Linked DNA regions of Sus scrofa: region 2 is linked to region 1. Evidence: chromatin contacts called from public Hi-C data. All regions are on one chromosome and are shown on one strand. The core of a region is the stretch at or near the end of the contact, and the rest is flanking DNA. Distances in the headings are between cores, read along the strand shown.

The links. A called contact is a pair of places that touch in the nucleus more often than the background predicts.
Region 2: a Hi-C map of brain shows a contact between it and region 1, with 4 times the contacts expected there. The contact joins the promoter of STAG1 here to the promoter of SLC35G2 in region 1. A contact is called at or near these places in 4 of 47 Hi-C or Micro-C datasets (brain, embryonic fibroblasts, epiblast stem cells and 1 more).

The regions. Positions count from the first base shown.
Region 1 is chr13:77,823,912-77,829,910 of Sscrofa11.1, forward strand. It overlaps SLC35G2 (solute carrier family 35 member G2), which reads left to right and starts at 1,280. Exons shown (of 2, transcript XM_003358564.4): 1 at 1,280-1,446. All of the region lies in intron 3 of STAG1 (cohesin subunit SA-1), which reads right to left.
Region 2 is chr13:77,861,850-77,867,827 of Sscrofa11.1, forward strand. STAG1 (cohesin subunit SA-1) reads right to left here and starts at 1,648. Exons shown (of 38, transcript XM_021071121.1): 1 at 1,189-1,648. It also overlaps a transcript of NCK1 not described here.

The DNA of each region.
Region 1 (5,999 bases), core at 30-2,529:
ATCCAGAAGTTCTATTATGCTGGACACTAAGATGATTCCCAGCTCTTTTGTGAACACATTGGTTATGAGTAGTCTGAATCTCATTCTTGGATCTGCTTAAACTGTCTTTAATGCTCTCAGGTGGGGGGACTCAGTGGGGAGACCACCTAATATGATGGCTGCCTGGAGCCTGGGAACTATAAAGATGACTCTGGGATACATCTCATTTTTTAAAACCCCCATCTTTCTTATATATATATATTTTTTTCTTATGAATTTTCCCAACAACAATGAAGTAAAATCTATTATAGTGTCCTGGAGTGGTAGGAAAAGAATGGTAGGATAAAGATGGCATGGCACATTTAGGGGATAGTTGAGAATTTAATGAAGGGACTATTTAAAAAGGTGTGGGCAGGGTTAAAGGAAACCTCTGGGAGCCATTACCAGCCCCAAGCCTTCAGGGGCAAGAACAGCAAGCAGTAAACAGACCTGAGAAAAGAACTGTAGGAGAGGGCCACAGGATTGGAATGATGGGCTTTAGATAAAGAATATAGGCAGTGCCAACAGAATGGCCCTCTGAGGATGTAGGAGATAGGTCCTAAATATCATAAAGATCAGCTCTGAGTCACAGAGCAGGGTGGTGAGTGGATCTGAAAGGACAGAGGAAAAACCAGTAGTCACTTCCTATCTTTTCCCACTACGCACCTTGGTTCAGGCCTCACTCTCTCTTGCCTGGCCTACGGTAATGGTCTTCCTGCCTGTCCTCATGACCAGTCTAGTCCTTTGCTTTGATACCCAGGTCTGTTTGCAAACAGCTGTATTCATTCATTCAGCGCGGGAATGTGGGGTATTAGGACCTAGGTTCAGGGACCAGCTCTACAGCGCCAAGACCTTCGCCTCAGAAATCTCACAGGTAAAATGTCAGCTGGAGCGGAGGATGCCGGAAGAGCTTTCTGGACCACAATTTATTGATGCTAGACGTATTTTAAATATCAAGGAATCGATTTGCGACTTTTAAATGCAAACAGACGGGTCTAAATGGACTGATATCCTCTCCCTGCCGCCTTCCAGGAAACCATGTCACTCTGGCTGGCCAGCGATTGCTTCAAACCAGGTCTAAGAGTGTAGACCAAAGCGGTCGCACAGGCAGTTTCCCCACGCCTGGGCCCTCCCACCGCGCGGGTAGAGCGAGTCCCTCAGTCCAAACACAAATCCGGGGCGCCCCCCGCGGCCTTTCGCACGGGCACCTGCCGGTGGGGGCGGGGGAAGCAGCGGAAAGCGCAGGCGCAGTGTCCACGCCGGCGGCGCCCCTCTCCCTGCCCCTCCAGGCGGCCGCAGCCGCACCAGCCGCGGTGTTCTTGGCAAAGCTCTCGGCCGCCTCTGCGGCCTCAGAACCTGGACTGGGTGCGCGGCAGCCGGCAGCCCCGGCGAAGCACCGGGCGCGCCTTCCCTCGCCGTGGCACGCAGGTAACCGGGCCCTGGCAGCCGGTCGGCAGCAGCGGACTGGGACCTTGACCCTGTCTGCCCGGCAGCCCCAGCCGGAAGGAGTGGGAACTTACGCCGACCCCCGCCTTTTAGCCGAGGTACCCAAGAGGCCAAATCCCTTTTTTTTGGCTTGGGCCGGGTCCTGGGCAAAGCGCCCCGCCCCCTTCACACACCTTCGCGGTGGCGGGGGGTGGGGGGGCTCTGCTGGACGTCTGAGAGGCGGTGAGTGCCCCACTTCCCTGCACTGCTCTCTTGGAGAACCTAGACCCGGGTTCGGTAAGGTCAGCATTAGCCGTGGCTTCTGCGGGGGCCCCTCCTTCCTGCCACCGTCGCGTGTATGGGTCCTTCTCCAGCCTCTCTAAAAAAAGGTCGAGGGCTATTGCTTTCCTCTCGCCCAGGAGCCCACCCAAACAGGGGTGAGTCTTATGACGCCATGGGATCGATTTCAAATACAAACTTTTAAGAATGCTGGCTGGTTTTAGAAATATGGCCAAGAATCAGTATTTTCCTTTACTCTGTTGTCTGTCTCCGACTCTTGGACTCCAGTCTATATGGGTTGAGATTTTCGTGGAGAATATACGATTTGGAGAACCCTTTCCCCAGCGAAAGGCGAGGCAAGGAGAGGGAGGAAGGGCCAGGCCGCGGCTGTGTGGCGGCTGGAGGAGCAGGACAAGTCCACTCAGCCCCGCCCCCGCCACCTCCGGGGGAGAAAAACAAGACCCCTCCCTGACCCGCCCCTGGACCGTAGGATTTCTAGGCCACGTGCGCCCGTTTTGCCCCTTTTGGGAGAAGAGATGGAAGGGTCGCCGGTGGCCGGAGCCAGCAGGAAAGAGACTTGTGTTGGGATGGGTGGGGGCGCTGCGCAGACCCACATCTCAGTCCTGGCTTTTTGCACGGCTTGGAGAGGAGCGGGATGGAAAGCTGGCGTCTAACTGACGATTGAGGGCCGGGAGATAGTGACGCACTGGACAGACAGGCCTGGGGGCACTGGGGTAGGGGCAGTCACTGGCTGTACCGCTCGAAGGGGTTGCCCGTGTCCGTGGTGCTGAAGTGCCTCTAGTGTCTTCGTCGGTTTTCTTCTCGGGCGGCGGCCTGCCTTTCGGTTCTACTCTGCACCAGAAATAGCCGACTCCAACACTGTTGGGTAGAGTGACGCCGGCTACCTGGCTCGACATCGAAACTCTCTACAGATGGGTTGATGCTGGTTTCCTGAAGATAACATGAAGGCAAATGTGGCTAGCCCCGGGGGTGCAGATAAAGCATATGCATAACTGGTTTGAAAACCTACATGCAAGAACACATGGCGAGCATAAACATATGCTTCACATATGATATGCATAGCACATCTAGGATGCATTATGTGTGTATGCACCCAAACATTACACACATGTAAATACACTCATCCATTTTAAATGCCACGATACACTATGTCACAAATTTTCCCAGAGCTTTTTGTAATCCACTTTTTTTTTGACATCTTTAGTGTTTCTGAACTCTGCAGAACTATTAACCTTCATAATCATCTGTTCACAAGTCACAGAACGTGTGAATTAAAGTGTTTGGTATTTTGCTGAGCAATTATGTATTTATAACTATTTTAATTCAAGAACAAAGATAGCCCAGAAAGATGTAAAATTGATATTGACACGAAAGAGATCTTCCTAAAGGATGTTTAAACAAAAAGAATTAATGAAAAATTTAATATTGAAAAATAGTCTCATGGAAAGTTACAATCTAAAGAAAATATAAGATGTATCATAATGCTGAGTATTTCAAATATACTGGTGGGATATGGTTTGTGAACTCTGTAAAGGTTACATATATATTTTTCAAAACATTGGGTACCTATGGTTTTTCTCTCATAAAATGCACCTCATTGTAAGAAATTTAGGTGATAGACAAAAAAACATAAAACCAGAAAAAACCATTGTAAACAGATCTTTTAAAAATTGAAAAATATCACTGTATTCTGTTAGTTTCAGGAGTACAGCACAGTGGTATTCTTTTAAAAATTCTTTTCTATTATAGCTTATTACAAGATACTGAATGTAGTTTCATGTGCTGTATAGTTTATCTATTTTATATATGGTACTGAGCCTCTCTTAATCCCATACTCCCAATTTATCCCTCCCCCACTTTACTTTTGGTAACCATAAATTTGTTGCTATGTCTGTAAGTCTGTTTCTGTTTTGTAAATAAGTTCATTTGTAGTGTTTTTTGGACCACATATAAGTTATATCATATAATATTTGTCTTTCTCTGACTTTCTTGACTTAGTATGATCATCTCTAGGTCCATCCATATTACTGCAAATGGCATTAATTCATTCTTTTTTATGGCTGAGCAATATTCCATTATATATATATATACATATATATATGTATATATATATATATATATATATATGACATCTTTGTACATCTGTCAGTGGACATTTAGGTTGCTTCCACGTCTTGGATATTGTAAATAGTGCCACGGTAAACATTGGGCACCTCAATCTTTTCTGGATATATACGCAGGTGTGGGATTTTTGGATCTTATGGTGGTTGTATTTTTTAGCTTTTTAAGGAACCTCCATACTTAAACAGACTTTCTTTTAGATGAACACATAGGCATTTTAAATGGACCAATCTTCTGTTGATTGCATTTTCACTACATACCATTGATGTCTGTTTTTCAGACCAGTACATATAAAACTAGGTCATCATTATTGTCTTGTGTAGCACTGAACTATGTGGGCAGACATAATTTATTTAAACAGTCTCATAATAATGCATATTTTTTCCAATTTTTGCTGTTATTAGACAGTTTTGCATATAAGATCTCTGAACAAACTTTTGTGCACTTATTTGATTATATTCTTAGAAAAAATTCCTAGAAGTGAAATTGATGGTTCAATGGATATGTACATTTTATTTTTTTCATACATTGTTTACTTACTTCTTCAGCTATTTCCTGTCTTCTCTCCTGTCTTTTATTCTTTACTATGTTCTTAGCATCTAAAATAGTGCCAGATATATGTCTATTTATAAAATATTTGTTGGAAGAACACTGTTTCTAGATTGTGCTACAGAAAATGTGTATCAATATATACTAGTATAAACTCTGAATTGGAAAGTCAGTATCCCCACACAATTACCAAAATAAGGTTATTTTCCAACTAGAGAGGCAGTAAAGAGCATTTTTTATATATTTATTTTTCATACTTATTTTGTTTTGTCTGTTTCCAGCTCATATCCTTACTTTTGTTGTATGTGCTTATATCCTTTTTTTCTCATTTGTAAGAGCTCTTCGTATACTAGAGACTTTGTTACATGTTTCAATTTTTTCTTGATTTCAATATTTAAACTTTAAGATATTTTCTGCTGTATAGAAATTTTCATATTTTATGTAGCCAAAGATCCTTTTCTCTTTATAATTTCTGACATTTACATCAGTTTTTCATTCTTCTGTAATAAAGATAATCTACCATATTTTATGATTTTATGAAAAAGATTACATTTAAAATTTTAGCTTTATACTTCCACTTCCCTTTTTAGTTAAATTCCTTTCATTACTAAATGTAAAATTATACTGAAGATGGGTTTGTCAGAAGTAATTACTTATTTTCAACCCACATGTACATAGGCTTGTCTTCTATGAAGAGTAACATGTTATTCAGTTTGAACCCTTTAATGTGGTATGTTTAATTTCTAAATATGTAATGAAAGTGTTTTTACTTTAAATGCTGTTTAGTCTCTAGTATTTTTTAACTGTTACTATGCAGTTTTTTAAAAAAGGAGCTGTTTGGATTTCCCACTATGGTGCAATGGGATGGTGGCGTCTCTACAGTACCAGAATGCAGTTTCAATCATCTGTTGGCACAGTGGGTTAAAGGATCTGGCAGCGTTGCTCCAGCTGTAGTGTAGGTCATAAGTGCAACTTGGATCTGATCCCTGGTTAGGAACTCCATATGCTGCGGGGCGGCCAAAAAAATTTAAAAAAATAAAAATAAAAAAGGAGCTATTCTTTAGACTATTTTTTTGTAGACGAGAGAAAATATGACAAAAGTCCACTTTTTAGCCAAATTAGGAATTCATGTCACTGAGGTTCATAAGAATGTGCATACATATAAGGTTGGCCAAATGACTTAAAAAAAGCAAAACCCAAACACTACTTTTTGGCAACTGTTATGGATCAAAAGAACTTTTTCCAAAAAAACAAAAGAATGATTATTGGGTGTCACACTATTCTGCATTATTTTCATCCCGGGGTTTAAAAACATTTTAGAACAGCCAAATGGGAATCATTTTATTGTTTTTATAGAATAAACATCTAAATGTAGCTTATTATTAAGAAAATGAAACTTGGGGTTCCCATCATGGCTCAGCAGAAACGAACCCAACTAGTATCCATGAGGATTTGTGTTCGATCCCTGGCCCTGCTTAGTGGGTTAAAGATCTGGTGTTGCTGTGAGTTATGGCTTTGGATCCCTCATTGCTGTGGCTGTGGCACACACCAGCAGCTGTAGCTCTGATTTGACCCCTAAGCTGGGA
Region 2 (5,978 bases), core at 398-2,897, 38 kb after region 1:
TGGAAAGGACCATTTTATCTGTTATATTTTTATTCACATCTCCTAACCTTATCACATGTTAAATATGTAACTAGAATTTAGCAAGGTGTAGTTTGATATGTGATTCTGGAGAAATAGTTTCAACCTCTGGACCATGGTTTCTCCAGCTTCAATAATGAATGTAATAATAGCTCTATCCATGAACTTTACTAAGATGTATCAACAAATAAAACTACTGTATTAGTTAGCTTGGGCTGCTACAGCAAAATACCACAGACTGGGTGGCCTAAACAACAGAAATTTAATTCTCACAGTTCTGGAGACTGAAAGTCCCACATCTGAGTGCCAGCAAAGTTAGTTTTTGGCAAGAGCTCTCTTCCTGGCGTGCACATGGCTGCCTTCTCAGTGTGTCTTCTAGTTGTGAAGACAGAGAGCAAGCTACAGGGCTTGCTGTATCTTACAAGGGCACATCCTATAGGATTAGGGCCTCACTCTTACCACCTCAGTTGACCTTAGTTACCTCCTAAAGGTCCTAGGAGGCCTTTCTAGAATACATTTAGAATGTACTTTTAAATACATTCACATTGGGGGATAGGGCTTCAACATGAATTTTGGTAGGGAACACAATTCAGTCCATGATAAAATATGCAAAGGTATTTAGACCCTTTGAATAATCCAAAATTCACTTACATTATTCACTTTAGATGCTAGTTATGGGATATAGATGTAGAGTTGTTGCTGCCTGGAGTTCAGTGTGGTCTACTTGCTCTAGCCAACTTGAGGCCAGGAAGGGCTGGACCATAGGTGTTTTGTGCTTGACCTTGTGATCCTATATATAGCAAGTGAACCACACACCTCTATCAGCACGCAAACAATTTTGAAGTTAAATATAGAAAAGCAGAAACTCTTGGAATTTAGGGCCAGGATTAAAAATGGGATTGGAAGATGTATTAATGCCTAAACAATATTTACTGACGATCTAGCATGTGCTTGGCACTGGGGAAAAACTGTATACTGACATGGCTCCTGATTTAACTGAATGTACAGTGTCGGTAGGGAGACGGACTGACTCTTTCAACAGCTTAGGTGGGGACAATATCTGTGCACCTTGGCAGTCTTCCCTAAGGGGGCAACACCTAAGCAGAGCTACAGAGATGGCAGGGAATGGAGGGTGGCTGCAGTGCTGGCGTCGCGGGAGAACCAACTTACTGATGGCCGGTGACTGGGGCTGGGCCGCTAAGAATGGGCAGACCTGGCACCAAAGATCACTGCTCTCCTCACAGCAAGGCTTCTGCAGCCAAGACGGGAAGCTACCCACGCACCAGGACCCTTCGAAGGCCTTCAGACTCAGCTTATTTCTGTTTGCTGCTCAATTTAAGCATATGTCTGACATTTTCCTCTCAGGTCCCCATTTCCAGGTCTTTATGTTTGTTTTGCTTTTTAAGTTCCCCGCCCTTAAAAACCTTTTGCTGGCAAGACCTTCTTCAGATGCGGAAACCAGGAGGAAGCGTCCAGAATAGCAAGGGCTGACCTCGGGAAGCCGTCATTTCTGTTGTGGGTTCTCTCCTGTGGCGCTGAGAAAGTCCAAAGTAATCAGCTAGAGAGACAAAAGCTACAAGAATCAGATGCAGGCCCGGCGTTCCTCGCCCGCTCGCTCAAAGCTGTCTGCGGAGCCTTCTCAGCTCACTCCACACCCAGCACAACGCTTGATTGACAGAGGGGCCCGCCCACTCGTGGCGCAGCGCAGATCGCTCTCGCGTCAGTGATAGGAGGGAACGGAGCGGCTGAGCCTATTAGATGGGGCAGGGAGGGGGTTTCCTGCCCGCGCGGATCCGCCCGCGGCCTCGCAGCCAGTCCGCACAGCAGCCCCGCCCACTCGCCGCGCGCCCCGCCCCTCTCCCCAGAGCTACGCGGCGGCAGAGCGGAGGCCTCGTGCCCTAACGGCCATCGCGGTGGCCGCGGTGGCATCCCGGTGCCCTCCTCAGGTGAGCTGGGGCCGCCTGGGCTCGGCAAGAGGGGAGGTGAGACGGTCCTGCCGGCAGGCAGACGCACGGACAGCTTTTCCTTGCTTCCAGAGTCTTCACAGCCTGTTACTTGCCGCGGCACTTCCTCTTCCCCGGCGAAGTTAGCCCCCGGGGGCGCCGTCTGCCGGCCCCGAGTTGAGCCGGAGGGGGCGGGGAGGCCGCTCGTCCCGGCCTAGGCATTTGCCTGGCTGCTGCGCGCGACCCTCTGGCCACTGCCCTGGGCGGCGCGGCCCCGCGGCCTCCCTCTCCATCCTTTGGGAGTCCGGTCGTGTTGAGCGCAGCGGCCTGCGGCCCCGTGAGGCTGGGAGGTCGAATGTGTGGCGCGTGTCCCCCACCCCGTTTCTTTTCCTAACCAAAAGTCGTGTTGGCTGTTGTGGCGCAGTCCGAGGCCGCGAAGGTAGGGACGTGGTAGACGAGGACAGGGGCGTGCACACCCCCAGCTTGAGAGTGGGGGTAAGGAGCGTTTCCCTGTGTTGGGGGTGGACATCCTGGTGATGCGCCATACGCCCCCTCCAGTCCCCCCCTCCTTTCCCTTCTACTGGAAAAATACGGGTTATTTTAATCTTGTGGATTTGCGGTAGATTAGTACGAGAGTTGATTGAACTATGAGCTTTTGACTATATTGTGTTCTAATATATCCAGTAAAAAGAATGTATCTCGATAGTTGGTTTTGTAACCTTTCTTATCTGTGTCCATAAAAGTTAAATTAGCCGTCAGAAACTCGGGAAGCTGGATTTTGTTCGGGTCTGAGAACCCTAACATTATGTGCGCTCAGTTAATGTCTAACTAAGGAATTAGTTACCTAAAAATAATTCTGGCCGTTGGATTTGGTAAGAAACCATGAGAGTTAGGAAAGAAGGTAAGGAGAAATTTCTAATCCTGTATTGGGTGGTGAGCAAATAAGCTGAATATCCGGACAAAACTGGTAAGTGTTGCAAGAGGTATTCACTTTTTAAAATCTTAACTTCGGCAGATTTATGAAAGACAATTTGTACAATTTATTAAGCACTTGGAAAGCACTGTACCCAAAGTCTCCATCTTCAGCTATGAGTGCATAGTAAATGGGGAAATAATCCAAGAAGAAGGTTTTATCTGTTTGATAATTGTCAATAATGTTTAGTTCTTAAATAGGCATCCCATTCACAGTTTGATAGAAACTCGAGAAATATGCAGTGGTTGATTAATAGTTTTATTTTATCTTGATCACAAACGTGGGGACTTTCTTTTTTGGAAATTATGATTTGTAAGCATTCTATGCAGAATGGTCAAGATTTCTTAGCTGTGCTTGTTCATGTATTAAATTTTAAGTTGTTTGCTTTCTTTTTCTAAGCATTATATTTAGTCCAGATTTAGAGGTCTTTGTAAATAAAACTTGAAGCATACATCAAACATTTTTTATCATGCCATTGGATTTTTCTTTTCTTTTTAAATTTTTATTTATTTATTTTTTTGTCTTTTTAGGGCGGAACCCGTGGTATTTGGAGGTTCCCAGGCTAGGGGTCGAGTGGGAGCTACACCCGCCGGCCTACACCACAGCCATAGCAATGCCAGATCTGAGAGGCGTCTGTGACCTACACAACAGCTCATGGCAACACCAGATCCTTAACCCACTGCTCGAGGCTAGGGATGGAACCTGCATGTTCATGGATGCTAGTCAGATTGATTTCCACTGAGCCCCGAGAGGAACTCCATTTTTTCTTTTTTTAATTCAGTGAATTTTAGTACATATTTATAGTTGTACGACCATCATCACAACCTAATTTTACTCTTTTTTTTTTTTTTTTTTTCTTTTTCCAGGGCCACACCTGCAGTATATGGAGGTTCCCAGGCTAGGGGTCGAATCGGAGTTGTAGCTGGCGGCCTGTGCCACAGCCACAGCAACACTAGATCCGAGCCGAGCCGTGTCTGCAACCTACACCACAGCTCACAGCAACTCCGGATCCTTAACCCACTGAGCGAGGCCAGGGATCGAACCCGAAACCTCATGGTTCCTAGTCGGATTCGTTAACCACTGAGCCACAACAGAACACCACAATCTCAATTTTAGAACATTTCCTCCCCAAACCCTCAGTTCATTCCTCTATTTTATTTTAATTTCTTAACCTTTGAGAGCTTTCTTGCCAAAGCTCAAGGTAGATGTGATTATTGTTGTAAATCACTTGTCAGGAAGACTTAATAGATACAAATGCAGTCCATTTTTTTCCCTTATAGTTTAATAATTTTCACAATTTGCTCTCCTTTATAGAAAAATACCAAATGCTCTCTACTTATACCAGAAGACTAAATGATTTTTTAGTTATTTAGTTAATAACTAGGATTGGAGGAAACTCTTGAAATCACTAAGCACTTAAGTTCTCCATAAATACTTTGCTGTGCTGTTTTAGGAAGACTACTGACAGGGCCAAAAATGACACTTAAGGGTTATTTAATAAGGCAACAATTCTATCTGGATATTTCTCACTTTATTTGAAAGATAGAATTTATAGCTTTCCCATGAAAACTGATTCCATATGCTGACTTTGTCTTTAGTGATATTATTCTGCCTTAAATTAGCCAGACATAAAAATTGGTTTTATCTTTGACTTGTGTCCACATAACATTGGCCAGTTTTTGTCAGCTATTTTCTGAAATTTATTTGAGATTATCTGTTCCTTCCCACAGCATTGAGCTGCATTTTCTGCCTGAATTTTCTCCCCACTCATTATGTCCTGCCTTCTGCCTCGTTCTTAAAATAACGCTTGCAACACTCTCGCTGTTAAACCAGCAAAAATTTGCCGTTATTTACAGAGCCTAATTCAGAATTCCCATCTTTCTAACAGTCTGCTGAAGACCTACTTTTTCTAATGATAGCACTGTTTCTCTATAGGAGCTGTCCACTCTAACCAAACCAATCTCTGTTCTCATTTAGAATTTGTATTTTTCTGTTTTCATGTCTTATGTTTAGCCTGCATTCTTTAAAAGGAATTTTCCTCCTTAAGTAAAAAATGAAGTCAAATTTTGTTGAAGTTTCATTTTTGGTCTTTTGGTGCATTCTTCTTTATGTTCCCTTTGTTGCTTTCCTTTGAATGCAGTCTCTACTGTTTTATCATTCCTTTGATTTTTAATCTTATGTGGGCATGTATCATAATACCATGGAGCAATATTGTGGGAACATTGGGATCCAACCTTGTGTTTTTTAGATAGGGAAAATAATCCATACGGACTAACTGCACAGTTAACTAATTCACAGTAGTGATAGTGGCAGAGCTGAGACTCAAACCTTGATTTCCTGCTTGACTTCCTAACTCCAGTTCTGTGTATTCCTTTTTTTTTTTTTTTAAATGCTGTGTTATTAGTGAAGCCATACTTCTTTTCATAACTTGCAATGTCATTTTGTATTGTTTGCTTCACATTACTTTGCACTTTGTGTATTTATGTATTCTCGTTGTTTCAAAACTTGTGTGTCAGGGCAGAGGAACCTTCATGACTTGCATTGTTTGAATCATTGAAACTGATTTTTAAAGTCTACATAAAGTCTTCTAGCTTGTTGGGTATATTAACAGAGTTAACAAAAATAATATTGTCATGTTCACAGTTGAGTTCTATGACCCACTGAAAATGAATCTCCAACAGTATTACTATTGGAATTTAGTTTGTTTGAGTCTCTTGATAAAGAGACTGAATTGTGGGGAGCCTTGAAAGTACAAGTGAACAGTGTATTACATATCATGTAACTAAGTTTACTGATCTAAATGAATGTTCTTTTTTTGATAGAACAGTAACATTTTTACAGTTTCCTATTTTGTCATTTTTGTTCATCAGTTAAGAACCAGCTTATTGAGCAATCTGCTTATTAAGCAAAACATTCTGAAAACCATTTGTTCCATTTGGGGAGTTAGCTTTTATGTATTTGTTCTTCACATTTTTTCCCTCTTAACTAAAGTTTCTGTTAATGCCAGCAGTATAGGGTTTCCTTGGTATTTTTCTTACATTTAT